3 separate regions of the Sus scrofa genome follow, and regions 1 and 3 are each linked to region 2. Evidence: chromatin contacts called from public HiChIP or PLAC-seq data. All regions are on one chromosome and are shown on one strand. Each heading gives the region's core, a stretch centred on a gene start, on an enhancer-like site or on the middle of the called end of the contact. The rest is flanking DNA. Distances are from core to core; before and after follow the strand shown. Region 1 overlaps ALG9 (ALG9, alpha-1,2-mannosyltransferase). Region 2 holds the start of SIK2 (serine/threonine-protein kinase SIK2). Region 3 overlaps ALG9 (ALG9, alpha-1,2-mannosyltransferase).

Region 1 (4,883 bases), core at 140-2,639, 160 kb after region 2:
ACATCTGCCAAACTGCCCTTTGACTACTACAGGGCTTATGACTTGCTCTACTTCCTGCGGCCTGAAAATCAGCCAAATGGAAAGCAACAGCTGTATATCAGTTGCAGGTTTGTCTGCAGTGTCCTTTCTTCATTGTCAAGAAACATGCACGAACCAGAAAGTTCAGGGATTTGTGCTGAACATTGGGAATACGCAGAAGTCTTTGCCCCCATTCGTGCCAACAGTGCGACTGAGAGACAGGTTTACACGGCTTACGTGTTAAGGTTCTATGTCATCAGTAAAGACACTAGGTACTCTAAGAGGGTTCAGGAAGTAATCACAGGCGTCTGAAGTCTTGGAAGTCTTCATAAAGAGAGGGGCACTCAAGCTGGCCCTCAAAGTAAGAGTAACGAACAGTGAGAAGGGTGATCTTTTAGGCGGAGTAAACAAATTCATTAAAGCTGTGGACTTCCTGGAATTATATTAATAAAAAAGTATCCTTCTCTTAAATAACGTGGGAAAAGTAAATCACGTTTCACAGGCATTTGGCGTCCTATAGAAAGAAAACTGGTAACCAATGGTATAAAACTAGACGGCTACCAGAAATTATCGGCTATAAGGTGCAAGATATAGGGATGACGTTAGAAATTGATTCACAAAAAAAGCTTTATTGCTCCCGACAACTCTCAATGAAGCAGTAAATAACCTAAATGTTAGCTATTACTAGGTGTACATTTCAATGAATTTTAAGATTTGCAAAGTCCAGAGATTCCTTTTTTTTTTTTCTTGTCAAATTGCAGCTGCCCAGCCTACACCTATGCCACAGCAACACCAGATCCAAGCTGCATCTGTGACCTATGCCACAGCTTGTGGCAATGTAGGATCTTAACCCATTGAGTAAGGCCAGGGTTTGAATCCGCATCCTCAAAACACAACATGGACTCAGAAACTCTGAGGTACAACGTAGACATACTGAGTAATTCCCACTGTGCTTGGTTTTTCCACAAAACAAATCTAACCCTCACTGGGTTGTCCAATGGCTTCTTCCCCAAGTTTTCAGAATAAATACTGTGGGCTATTTGGTCTGCGGAAGGAGGTCTCTACACTGAAGGGTAAAGTGGGGAAGATGCAAGGAGTTGAGCTCCTTCAGATTCCAATCTCCACCGAAGATTTAAAAGCTAAAAGCAAACGAGAAAATACCACCTTAGGAAAAGGAAAATCAAACTGCCAGGTTTTATTTAATTTTTTCTTTCACAGAAAATACAAGTATGGAATGTAAACACTGACATGGGAAATAAAGCAGGAGGATCAGGAAGACAAATGAACTGAACAATCCTCTGGCTTCAACACTGTAGTGCTTCCTGATTTGACTTGCAGCATGAATCACATGGTTATATACATTACACGCTGGAAAAAGTAAAGGCAACATTCATTTAGATTTACCAACACCCCAGAGAGCCTCTGAAAACCAACAATGCCATACGGAAGCCAGATCTTTCTGTTGCAAAAAAATTAAAGCTGAGCACGTGTCCATTTAACCGTTTATCCAAGGCATTTAATACAGGAGCCTAAGAATGAATTAACACATGAGCTTTAACATGCTTATGGAAGCAAAGATTAAATTGTGCCTCTTTTCCCTGTGCAGAGAAAATAAAACTGACCAAATTAAAGCAGAGCTGCTGGACACTGGCCAGAAGACTGCACAATCATAGTAAATTCTTATTTCAGTAAATCTCATGAAATGCAAAACACAATAAAGGATCTCTGTTGGGTTTGCCCAAAAGGTCAACAGATCTAACGCTGCAGAATCACATGGGGTTTTTAAGGTTCTTTCCCCAGAACTCCAAACTAGAAAAAAATGACCCACATAAACTGTTGGGATCAAGACACACCTTGATTTAAAACACAGAATCAATTTCTAAACTTGAATTCAGTAAAAAAGAATGTAGGCTTCAATTTTCTGTTATTATCTCAAGAGACTAAAATGACTGGTCTGTCTTCTTAGATGACACCTACCAGGTAACAAGTAATCTCTGATAACAGATGCTGGTTCATTACTAGGACTCAGGGTCCTAAGCTCTGGAGTTGAGAGAACCCTGGAATTGCCAGTACACCCAGCTCCATAATCAATAATCTGCAGCCCTCCTTTCCTTGACGGTCAACAATCTATGAAGAAAAAAGTACCTGATACTTTAGGCTTACAGTGAGGGCAGCACTCAGCTCATGCTGAACACTGATTCTCTGGAGAAGGGCCACTTTTACCAGGTGAAGACTTTTCCCAGGCAAAGCTACCTTCGAGTTTATGTAACATGTGAAAAACACCTTCACGACAAAAATCATTTACCTATAAAGGATTTTTACATCCTTTACCTAGGCACAGTCTTCTGCAACTTAGTGTGTTCTCACTGAAGACATTCCTAGGACAGAGAAAACCAAAGTCAGGTTTTAAAAGGGATAGGAACTGATATTCCCAAGGAATTCCTGGATAATGACCATTTGTGCTATATATGTTACAGGAAGTTCTTGCTCAGAGGTTTTTTTTTTTTTTTTTTTTTGAACACACAAGATGCTGAAGTAGGTCAGCCTTGTACCACTTTCATGCATCATGGCTCTCCATTACTGTACTCCCTTATTCACCTCTGCCAAAAGTAGCAAGATTTAGCCACTGTGAAAGACAGTCAACTACCGCTACAGGTATGGCAGGATATTACACTGAAAATTCTCTATCCTGTAGTCAGACCACGTGTGCCAATATTTGCAGTGATCAAGTACTGAAAATTAAATGCCAAAAATCTTTAGAGCAGTAAGTTGGATCTCAGTTCACCCTCGCTCTCTAGTTAACAGGGACCTACTGTTAACTATCTAGACCTACTGCCTCACTAGTGCTTCAACCCCATCCCAACAAGGAGACTCTTCATATGGTAACGAGCTATTTCTTCTCGTATCACTTCTTTTCTCCTCTCTTGGGATCAGTTCCTCTTGAAAATCCCTTCTCTTTGAAAAATGAATGATGGAAACTCTGAAAAATAGATTCATCCTATTTGCAGATACTAGACACAGTTACCCTTAGGGAAATAAGGCACTGTAATGTGACCGACTAGAGGGATGGAACGGACACGGGACCCTGTGGGGCTGCAAAGGAGCTTGACTTCCAAACATAAGCACAATTTTCCTGCCACAGGCCAGGCTGCCTCAAGGAGCACTGCTGTGATGGTCCAACCAACAGGCACACTGGCAGCTCCAAAGAACTCAAAGAAACACAGAGAAAAATTCTTCCTTAAAATAGAAAGTTAGAGTTCCCACTGTGGCACAATGGGTTAGGAATCTGACTGCAGAAGCTTGAGTCGCTTGGAGGCGGGGGTTGATCCCCAACCCAGCGCAGTGAGTTAAAGGATCCAGCACTGCCAGCACTGTGGCTGGGATTCAGTCCCTGGCCCAGGCATTTCCATGTGCTTCAGATGCGGCCATTAAAAAAGAAGAAGAAGAAAGGAAAAGAAAAAAGTTCAGTTTCGTTACCCATCAGGTCTCTGACCAGCCTTATCACTCTTTCAAGAATGTTTTCATTGTCAAGTGAGCAGTATCGATGAGCACTGGGTGAGAAGTCAGGCAGCCCAAGCTGCAGTCCTAGTGCTACCACTTACTGGTGGTGTGGCCTTGGGCAAGGACGCTTACCTCCTCCTGCCCCAGAGTCTCAGTTTCTTCATCTATAAAATGGGGATAAGACCACTTGCCTGGTCTACCTCACATCATGACCGTGAGGATCAAACAGGATAATGTGGAAGTGCTTTGTAAACTATGAAATACTGTATATAAGGCCAAACACAGTATATACTTATTGTTTTAATTAGGTCCTTATCACTGCCTATTTGATAAGTAGTGCCCCATGCAGGATGTGCTTGCAAGAGATAAAATAGGTGCCATAAATATCCACTGGTCTTTTTCACTAGGGTTGTTTAAAAAAAACAAATGGAGATTCTTAACTTCCTCAGAAACGGCCTCAGAATAAATTACGTAGAAATATGATGTCATCCAAATCTATGAATTGATAGAATTAACTTTCTCCAAACATGTCCTGTACAGTTATGATCTGGTCTGGCGATGCCCTTATACAGGGAAGTCTTGAATTTAAAAAATAGCATGTTAAAACGTACAAAAAAAATTAAAAAAACCAACCCATATAGTTGCAGTTTGTTGTAAAGTAAATAAAATGAAAATAAGAGGCATCCTCTACAATGAAATTAAGTCACAGTTCCTCAAATAGTTGCCTTTTTCCTGAGATGGCTCCAGGATGGGGTCCTAGTCTAGCACAGCAAAGTGCTTTAGAGAAACTCAGTCTGGCTGGTGGGGAAAGGACGTGGAAGTTGGCAGCAAGGCTGTGCTCCTTTTCAGCACTAGGATTTGAATGAGAAGGTCTGCTAGGAGCTGTCAGAGAGCTTTGGTGGGGAAGCTCACACAGCTCGAGAGAGGCTAATTCCCAGACGCCAGGCCAGAGTGTGGAGAATAGCTCAACACAGCCATCCAGTCCCAGGACTTTCAATTCTTCCTGAAAGCTGGTTCTGTTCTTCTCCGGTCTAGTAAATAATTGAATAGAAGAAAAACAATGAGATGTGGAGCAATATATCTACCAGACTTGGCCTTTCTCCACCTAGCTGCACAGGTGTACATGCAGGACAGAGACAGGCGAGAAGTGGATGTGATTGACTCTGACAGCCCAAAGCACCCAGATTCCGGGACTCATGTCAGATGGCCTTTATTACACATGTTACAAGCAGTGACTTGGAGGGGGTCCTGCAGGTGGAATCACCAGTTAACAGGATGGCTGTCCTTTGGGGCCACAGGCACGTTGCTAACCTCCGCTCTTCTTCCTGATCTGCTTGGCTTTCCGGGGTTTGAGGATGGTGTAG
Region 2 (4,215 bases), core at 114-2,613:
GTGAAAGTACTGTTTTTATCCTTTTATAATGAGTAAGAAATTTGAGGATAGTTTGAGACTAGAAATATCCCATTCCCTAGCATACTAAATGATTTCAACATCTATCGACAATTCTATCTGAATCAATTATTACTATAATGGTTGCGAAATAGTGATTTCCATAGAATGGCTGCAAAATGGTGATTTCCATAGAATGGAAATTTCATCATTTCTTCTATGTGTATTAGTTGACATTCCACCATCAGGAAGAACTGTCATTTTTTCCCCCGTATATTTATTTAACATTGTAAGAATAAGTAAGCACTCATGGAGTCTTTTTAAAAATTCATTGTGTTATAAACCCATTTCCATTATTCCTTCGTGATGCTCAAATTATCCCAGATTGTTAACTTCAAACTAGATCCGATTTCCTTCTGACATGTCCTTACCTTTCTTTGAAAATCTTGCTTTCTGGCATAAGACCTTTCAAGGGCATTTTATACTTTCCCTCTCCTTGTCTGGAAATAATGCTGTACCTGTTTCCTTGGATCACCATATGGAAGACTGGTGTGGTAATTTGCAACCCTAACTCTAGTATTACCTTGTGACTTTGGCAATTCCCTCATTCCCTGGGGGTTGATTTCTCACCTGAAAAAAAAATTGGATTAGAAAGTATTTCTTTACCTTTTCGAGGTCACCAACACGTTTGGGAATCTAATAACAGCTATCGCCCATCTTCCCAAAGCTGGAAGAGGCAAAAATTTGGACATATTTTTAGGGGTTCGGGCTCCAAATCCCTGGATTAGGTGATCTTCAAGGTCTCTTCAACGCTGACATTCTGTGAATCTATAAGCATCGCGCTGCTGTCAGAATGATTCCCCAGAGACATCAAATTTGGAGGGATTTATATAGAAACAGATGAGAAAAGGATATAAAAGAAAGGAGCCTGTGAGCAATGCATTGCTCAGCCACAGTTCTTTGCCCGTGCCAAATTTAGGACACAAAGTAGTCATAGGTGAGAGGTTTTGGCGGGAAGGTCTCCGGGTGGGTGGAGAACGCCGCGGCAACGGAAGAAGACCCCGGCCCGGCTCAGGTCGCTGCAGCCCTCCACTCCGCCCACCAGAGCTCGCTCTTGCCCTTCGGCTGGGTGGCCAAGTAACTGGGCGGGCCGGGAGGCGACCCCGCCCCCGGCAGCGGCGAGGCGGCGGAGGGCGCCGGAGCCCGGAAGGAACGCGCCGTCCAGGCCCCGCCCATCTGCCCTACCACCCTGCTGCCTGCCGCCCGCCGCCGACGTCGGCGGTGCTCCGGTCGCCATGGTGACCAATCGAGGCCCGGTCCCGCCCCCGCCCCTCTGCCCCGGCCCCCTGACGTCGGCGCACGTCAGCGGCGGCGCGCGCCTGGCTGGGCCCTGCTGAGCGGGAGGGACTGAGCAAGGAGCGAGCCGAGCGGCCGTCGCCCGAGTGGAGCCGCTCCGCCAGCCCGCCGCCCGCCAGCCTGCGCTCCAGTCCGCCGTGTCTAGCAGCGGGGCCCAGCATGGTCATGGCGGATGGCCCGAGGCACTTGCAGCGCGGGCCGGTCCGGGTGGGGTTCTACGAAATCGAGGGCACGCTGGGCAAGGGCAACTTCGCCGTGGTGAAGCTGGGGCGGCACCGGATCACCAGGACGGAGGTGCGGCCCGGGGCTCGGCGGGAGCGTCCGAGGCGAGGGTTCGAGAGAGGAGCTGCTGACCGAGAGGGGGGCTGCAGCGGGGGGCTGGGGAGCTTCGAGAGGCCGGGTCACTAGCTGAGGCGAGAGGGCCTGGGAGTGTGAGGACCCAGGAGGTCCAGGGGTCGGTGAGCGCCGCAGGGACCGGGGCCGGGTCACCAGGACCCGAGTGTCGTCCGCTTGGAACCCCCACCAGCCGGGGCTTTGCCTTCCCTAGGCCACCCCCGGTGGCCACACGGAATTTCTTCCAGGGCCTCCCACCCGGGCCGTGACCTGGTCTGTGGCCTCCGCTCTGGAGCCCAAGTTCCGCGTCTTCCCTGCTTTCAGCTGGGGGTGGGGTGGGAGGGGAAGTCTCTGTGCTCCCGTGCTGCGCGGAGAGAGACGTCGCCAGCCCCGAAGAGGGGACCGCCTGCGCTCGGACTCCCGGGACGGGGCTCCGCGCGGCCCCTGTGACCGCGGCGCCCCTCCCGGGGCCGCGCGAAAAAGGGGGCCGGTGGCCGGGAATGCCGGGACGGCCACTGCCCATCTTCTCTCCCTCCTTTTGCCCGACAGTCTCTGATTTGATGTCAGGCTAGCTTGATCCCTCGCCCGAGGCATTTCCATCTAATACTCCAGACAATAGAGCTGGTTGAAACGGTCATCTCTGCCTTTGCACAGTTGATAGGTTGGTCTTTCTCATCCTAGGTTATCCCTTTCCCAGGTGTGTGTTCTGGCTGTGAATTCGCGGTCCTTAAGCCACATCAGATTCTGCCTCTCTACTCATAAAGCCCTGGATTGCTTCCTGACGGTGAAGCCAGCATCCCCCCTCCATTGCACATTCTAATGCACCGCACATATTTTCTCGCAAGTCTCTGTTCTTACCTAACCCGCCCCCCTTCCTTTCACCGCCTCAAGCTGCTCTCCTCAGGGTCTCTATTTTAAGATGTGCAAATTAAATACTTTAGAAAAACGGTGGAAACAAAACCATTCTTTAGAATAAAACCTTGTATTTTTGACGTACTCCACTCTGCCTCATCGTAGTTGTTCTGGAGTTTCATCCTTTTTCAGTTTTTGGTTTTTTTCCCTTCTAGTTTTCATCCTATTCAGTGTTCCCCCTTATTAGTGCGAATATACTAGAGTTTGAATATGGAATTAGGTAGGGTTTCTTTTTCAGAATAGCTGTGTAAGCTGAAGGACATTTGAAAACGAGTTTTTTGTAGCTCTGGTTCGTAGAAGTTTTGCTTAATGTGAAGAAGTTCATTTCCAAAAACAAGGGGCTTGTATATGCCATTGTGTTGTTCTCACTTTTTGTCCTCCCCTACTGATCCTAAGGCAGCCCAAATCTGACTTATTTTTTTAGCAACAGGACCAAGGTCACAAGTTTTCCTCTCACAAATTTACCAGAGTTAGCAATTTAGGTTAAGTTTGTAATGATAAATAATAAGACCGTAGCAAGATTACTTACTCTGATTCCAGCATTTTTAAAAACAAAGAAATTGGTTCCATTCCTCTAAAGAACCGTGGCCTAATGCCATGTTAATTCCCCTTTAATTAAATGAAAAGAAGACATTTTAAATGTGTATTTTTAGATGAGTCCTTGCTTAATGACTCTAAGAATCAAACAAATTTCACAGATACAAAGAGCTTCTACAGAAACTTTTGAAGTGTATTGTTGGGTGGTTAAATTTTTTTCTTATCAGCTCTTATCAGGATTAGTCGAAAGATTTAATTGTCAGCTGTTACTTATTAGGTCAAATTTAGGTAATATAGTATCTATTTAAGAACTGCCCCTAAGTGGAGCTGCTAAGTGACTACCAACACTTCAAATAACCCTGTTACTTTTAAGCTGTTCCAGCTTGCAGAGCTAGGGGGCACTGTGGAGTAGTATCGTGGTTTGGTTATCGGTGAGATCAACGCATTTGTAATTGAAGACACAGGTCAGCTCTTGAAACAGTCCTTACATCCTGACTTGTGTGCATGGTGTGTGTGTAAAATAATTAAAGGTAAAAGCTAAATTTCTAGTCCATGGATCCTATCTGCCTTTGCTTTTTTAAAGAAAGTGTTCTTAACATATAAAAAGAAATAGTGTGAATTTAAGGTGGGTGTTTGCGGTAATTTGGTGGGACTGGAGATATTAAAGATGAGAGGAGTGAGGGCAATAGCAAGGAGTTAATGAAGAGAAAAGCTCCTGTAAATCTCAAGTTTTATAAAGTTGCTCTGTGAACTTTTGTGGTAATTGAGCATAGATAGAAGTGTTTCTTACTGTAGTATGCTATTTGTTAGTGAGATTTTTAAAGCAGTACTTATGCTCATTCACTGGATAAATATTTGTATCTGATAAATACAGCTATCTCAAATACTATCAGTGATATGAACAGTGGAAACTTTAAAGTGTTATTTAATATTATTTGAGGTTCTCATTGCTGAATATACAGTAACTAGAGTGAGAGAAATTCATATGGCATAAATAGCAACATCAGCAAAATATCATGATTAGATTTATAGCTTAGAAAAGCCTCTTCAATATAGTATGCAGTAACATCCATGTAAGTT
Region 3 (4,765 bases), core at 2,159-4,658, 220 kb after region 2:
CTGGAGAGATATAAAGCTATTTCAAGGGTCTTAGAAACTCACAAAATATATAAGAAGAAAATACACTTCATTCAGTTCCAGAAAAGAATCATAGGCTCTCCTGACTCCCAGATCAGTGCTCTTGCCACTGTATCATTTCGCTGGCCATCGATACTATCCTATAATTTTTTTTTTTTGAAATAGGAACAATGGGGCCTAAGAGGAAACATTTGATACATAAAGATTTCAAGTGTTCTTCTGGCTCTTCATTTCTTCTTTTATATATACTCAAATTAAATTTTAAAAAGTAGTTGTTACCCAGAAGCACAGACTGCCCTACAGTTTTATTGTCCTCCCACAAAGCCTTGCTAAATACATATTTGTGAATGAATCCTTAAATTCACAAGTAAAAATTTACTGTGCCATAAAAATGTAAACTTACAAGTGAAAATTTTCAGCCATTCAATCACTAAAAATCATGAAAACATCACTTCATTTTTAATTGCCACCACAATGGATACTATTGAATTAATTTCTTTCTTTTTTTTTTTTTTTTTTTTTTGCCTTTTTGCCATTTCTTGGGCCGCTCCCGCGGCATATGGAGGTTCCCAGGCTAGGGGTCCAATCTTATTCTACTGTGCCTATTATATCAATTTGAATCTGCTTGCTTTGCTAGTCAAGGCTAATAACATTTAGTAAGGTTATCTACAGGGCAATTAATTTTCTCCTCGAACAGGATGTCCAATAAGGATAAGAGAAATGATTAACAGAGAGCGAAAAAGGAGTTCCCATTGTGGCGCAGCAGGTTAAGAACCAGACTAGTATCAGTGAGGATGTGGGTTCCATCCCTGGCCTCGCTCAGTGGGTTAAGGATCCAATGTTGCCACTAGCTTGGTGTAGGTTGCAGATGCAGCTCAGATCCTGTGTTGCTATGGCTATGGGGTAGGCCTGCAGCTGCAGTTCCAATTTGACCCCTATCCTGGGAACTCCCATATGCTGCAGGTGTGGCTGTAAAAAGAAAAAAAAAAAAAATACAATAATAAGAGAGAAAAAGAAGAGAGAAAAAAGAAAAGGAATGGCCCTCAATCATTTATTTTGATTGATTAACACAGAAACTGTTATATAAAGTATCTGGCATACATGTAACAGAGCTCTAGAAATAGAAAAGTACTTTTTTTTTTTTTTTGTCTTTTTAGGGCTGTACCCGAGGCATATGGAAGTTCCCAGGCCAGGGGTCGAATCAGGAGCTGCAGCCGCTGGCCTTCACCACAGCCACAGCAACTCAGGATCCAAGCCACATCTGCGACCAACACCACAGCTCACAGCAATGCCAGATCCTTAACCCAATGGGCAAGGCCAGGGATAGAACATACGTCCTCATGGATGCTACTCAGATTCGTTTCTGCTGAGCCACAACAGGAACTCCTAGAAAGTATTTCTTAAAAAGTAATGCTCCCGCACTTAACGTCTATTCAGCCCTGTTACATGGAAAAACAATTAACTATCACAGGAAAACACATATTCAAGTGATAAACCATATGGTATAAACTATAAAGTAGCTTTGAAAGTAAAGGCAGTGTGAAAAGAATACTAGGGAATCCAGAAACCAAACTTCTTATCCTAGAACTAACCTTTGTCAAGTTATAACTTCTCTGAGCATCAGTTTTTTTCACCCATAAAATGAAGAGCTCATAAACTTTATGACACCTTAAATTCCTTTCCAAATCCATAATTTTTCCACTGGCTAAATGATAAAAGCAAGGATAAATAAGAATGAGAATAAACAGTTCTCTTGTAACACTTGTTTTGAAAATGCAAATTTGTTCCAATGCAACTGATATATTAGGGAATAATGTGAGCATAATTCACTTTCTGCATTTGTTTATATGTCATTTAATCCATAAGAAAGACTAGGTGAAGCCAGAAAACTGCAATCATTGGAACCAATCAGCTAAGCACAGGAATATACAAAATGCATATAAGCCCGCACTCAAGTATCTCCCAACTTCTTTACTTTTTTTTTTTGTCTTTTTGTCTTTTTGAGGGCCACACTTGCGGCACATGAGGTTCCAGGCTAGGGGTTGAGTCGGAGCTGTAGCCACTGGCCTACGCCAGAGCCACAGCAACGCGGGATCCGAGCCAAGTCTGCGACCTACACCACAGCTCACAGTGATGCCGGATCCTTAACCCGCTGAACAAGGCCAGGGATTGAACCCGCAACCTCATGGTTCCTAGTCGGATATGTTTCCACTGTGCCACGACGGGAACTCCATCTCCCAACTTCTTTAGTTCACTGCATTGTAAGCAACACTCATCATGAAAGAATATGCAGCAAAAAACATTACTGCTGCAGTATAGTTATAACAATACAGTAGAACCAGAGCCTTTCCAAACACTCACTTGTAACTCGTTTTTTTAGCGCCACAGTACGGCACTTGGAAGTTCCCAGACTAGAGGTCTAATAGGAGCTGCAACTGCCAGCCTACACCACAGCCACAGCAACTCGGGATCCAAGCCATGTCTGTGACCTACACCACAGCTCACAGCAACACCAGATCCTTAACCCACTGAGCGAGGCCAGGGACTAAACCTGCATCGTCATGGATTTTAGTCAGGTTTTTAACCCTCTGAGCCTCGACGGGAGCTCCCTCACTTGTAACTCTTGACAAACTCAGAGGTAAAAGAGCAGAGTGAAATAGAGAAGGTCATGCAGGTTTCTTAGTTTCCACTCACACTAGAAACAGGATACAACTGAATCACTCAGCATTGAAGCCAAGGGTTGGCTAAGGCCTGTCACTCAGAACCAAAGGGTGAACAAAAATAATGCTGCTATTTAGCATGTTCAGGAAAGATAGAGAACATAATTATTTTGTCCTTTTGAATGAACCCATACTTAAAACCAGGGCGGATACCAGAAGAAACAAACATAAATGTAGTATGACATGTGCTCTTATATGTCTGGCAAAGTTATTTGGCCACTACAGTCTTGATCCTGGCACCATTTATTAAAGAACTACAACAGTATTTTTTTTAAATAATTGAGATTTTTGTTTATATACATATGAATGCAAGAGAAAAAAGTGAAAGCAAAAAACATCAAAATGGTAATAGTGGTTTAATATCTGGGTAACAAGATCATAGGTGATTTTTTTCTTATTGATAACTTTCATTATTTTATGTTACAAGTGTTTATTACTTTTATCATCAAAGGAAAACAAGTATCTTTTTAAATAGTTAAATGAAAGAAACTAATCCCTGATCATAGTTCCTGTAGAATTCACAGTAAGCCATCAACTCTCTCTCTTCTACTTTCCAAAGGATCAAAGGTGAGTGGACTGGATTGGAAGGGCACTTTCCTCACTATGCAGGAATCCAGAGAACTCTGCAGGAACCCGCAACTGCAGAAAGGTGTTTGGGCACAGTGACAGACACGACACACACAGAATATGCACCTGACCTATCTGTCCCTGCTTTTACCAGCCAGCATTTTGGTGACGCCTACAGGTCTTCTGCAAAATCTTGACCTTCTGGGTAAAGCTAAGATGTCACTTAATCAAATTTAACAAGTCTGGTAGCAGAGAATATAGAAATATGATCTAACTAGAGACAACCAGTGACTAAAGCCTAAGAAATGTACAACAGGCCACTGCAGATTTTTGTTTTTAAATGAAGTATAGTTGATTTACATATGACATTAGTTTCAGCAGTTTCAGGTGTAAAGCACAGCGATTCACCTTTTTTTTTTTTTGTAGATTATATTCCATTATAGGTTATTATAAGGTATTAGATATAATTCCCTGTGCTAGACAGTAAACTCTCGTTGCTTATCTATACCGTAGTAGTTTATATCTGTTAATCCCCTACTCCTAATTTGTCACCCCCCAACACTAACTCCTTTGTTTGTTTTGTGTCTATGAGTCTGTTTCTGTTTTATATGTAGAGTAACTATTTATTTTTTTTAGATTCCGCATGTAAGTGATATCATATAATAATTGTCTTTGACCTCACTATGCATAATATTCTCTAGGTCCATCCAAGTTGCACAAATTGGCGATATTTCACTCTTTTTTATGGCTGAGTGATCTTCCATTGTATGTGTATAAATATAAATGTGTGTATATACGTGTGTGTCTGTGACTGTGTGTATAAATATATATATATTTACATATCATATCTTCTTATGCCAATTGTCCGTACTTGGGCACTTGGGTTGTTTCTACGTCTTGGCTATTACAAACAGTGCTGCTGTTGAACAACAGCGCACCTATGAACATGGATCTTTTTGAATTACCGTTTTTGTTTTTTCCTGATGTATACCTAGGATTGGGATTGCTGAATGATATGGTAGTTCTATTTTTAGTTTTTTAAGGACCCTCCATTCTGTTTCTCCATGGTGGCTGCACCACTTTACAATACCACCAACAGTGCAGGAGGGTTCCCTTTTCTCCACATCTTCTCCAGCATTTATTTTTTATTTTATTTGTCCAGCATTTATTATTTGCAGACTTTTTGATGATGGCCATTCTGACCAGTGTGAGATGATACTTCACTGTGGTTCTGATTCACATTTCTCTAACAATTAGCAATGCTGAGCATCTTTTCATGCACCTCTCAGCTACTACAGCTTTAGAGACAGCTTTCCCTCAACATCACAATCCCAACAGTGATGAATATTCACTTTTCTTTTTTTTTTTGGTCTTTTTGCTATTTCTTTGGGCCGCTCCCGCGGCATATGGAGGTTCCCAGGCTAGGGGTCAAATCAGAGCTGTAGTCACTGGCCTACGCC

The links. HiChIP or PLAC-seq counts read pairs in DNA pulled down with a chosen protein or histone mark.
Region 1: an H3K27ac HiChIP or PLAC-seq map of alveolar macrophages shows a contact between it and region 2. The contact joins the enhancer-like site here to the promoter of SIK2 in region 2. A contact is called at or near these places in 3 of 5 promoter capture datasets (fetal skeletal muscle, liver and skeletal muscle), 32 of 47 Hi-C or Micro-C datasets (adipocytes, adipose tissue, alveolar macrophages and 17 more) and 2 of 2 datasets of contacts at active chromatin or transcription factors (alveolar macrophages and skeletal muscle).
Region 3: an H3K27ac HiChIP or PLAC-seq map of skeletal muscle shows a contact between it and region 2. The contact joins the enhancer-like site here to the promoter of SIK2 in region 2. A contact is called at or near these places in 2 of 5 promoter capture datasets (both in liver), 21 of 47 Hi-C or Micro-C datasets (alveolar macrophages, blood, brain and 12 more) and 2 of 2 datasets of contacts at active chromatin or transcription factors (alveolar macrophages and skeletal muscle).

Annotation. Positions count from the first base shown.
Region 1 is chr9:39,530,087-39,534,969 of Sscrofa11.1, forward strand. ALG9 (ALG9, alpha-1,2-mannosyltransferase) reads right to left here. Exons shown (of 16, transcript NM_001253825.1): 16 at 4,705-4,883. The coding sequence ends at 4,826. Among named protein-coding and RNA genes, the nearest start is that of PPP2R1B, 15 kb to the left of the region's middle. Within about 2 kb of position 1,390, at least 1 of the 83 cell types and tissues checked has an H3K27ac peak or open chromatin away from gene starts, as enhancers often do. A contact at or near this core is called in alveolar macrophages, where this site is marked.
Region 2 is chr9:39,367,192-39,371,406 of Sscrofa11.1, forward strand. SIK2 (serine/threonine-protein kinase SIK2) reads left to right here and starts at 1,364. Exons shown (of 15, transcript XM_021062772.1): 1 at 1,364-1,647. The coding sequence starts at 1,513.
Region 3 is chr9:39,580,848-39,585,612 of Sscrofa11.1, forward strand. The region is part of intron 14 of ALG9 (ALG9, alpha-1,2-mannosyltransferase); the gene reads right to left. Among named protein-coding and RNA genes, the nearest start is that of ALG9, 37 kb to the right of the region's middle. Within about 2 kb of position 3,409, at least 2 of the 83 cell types and tissues checked have an H3K27ac peak or open chromatin away from gene starts, as enhancers often do. A contact at or near this core is called in liver and skeletal muscle, where this site is marked.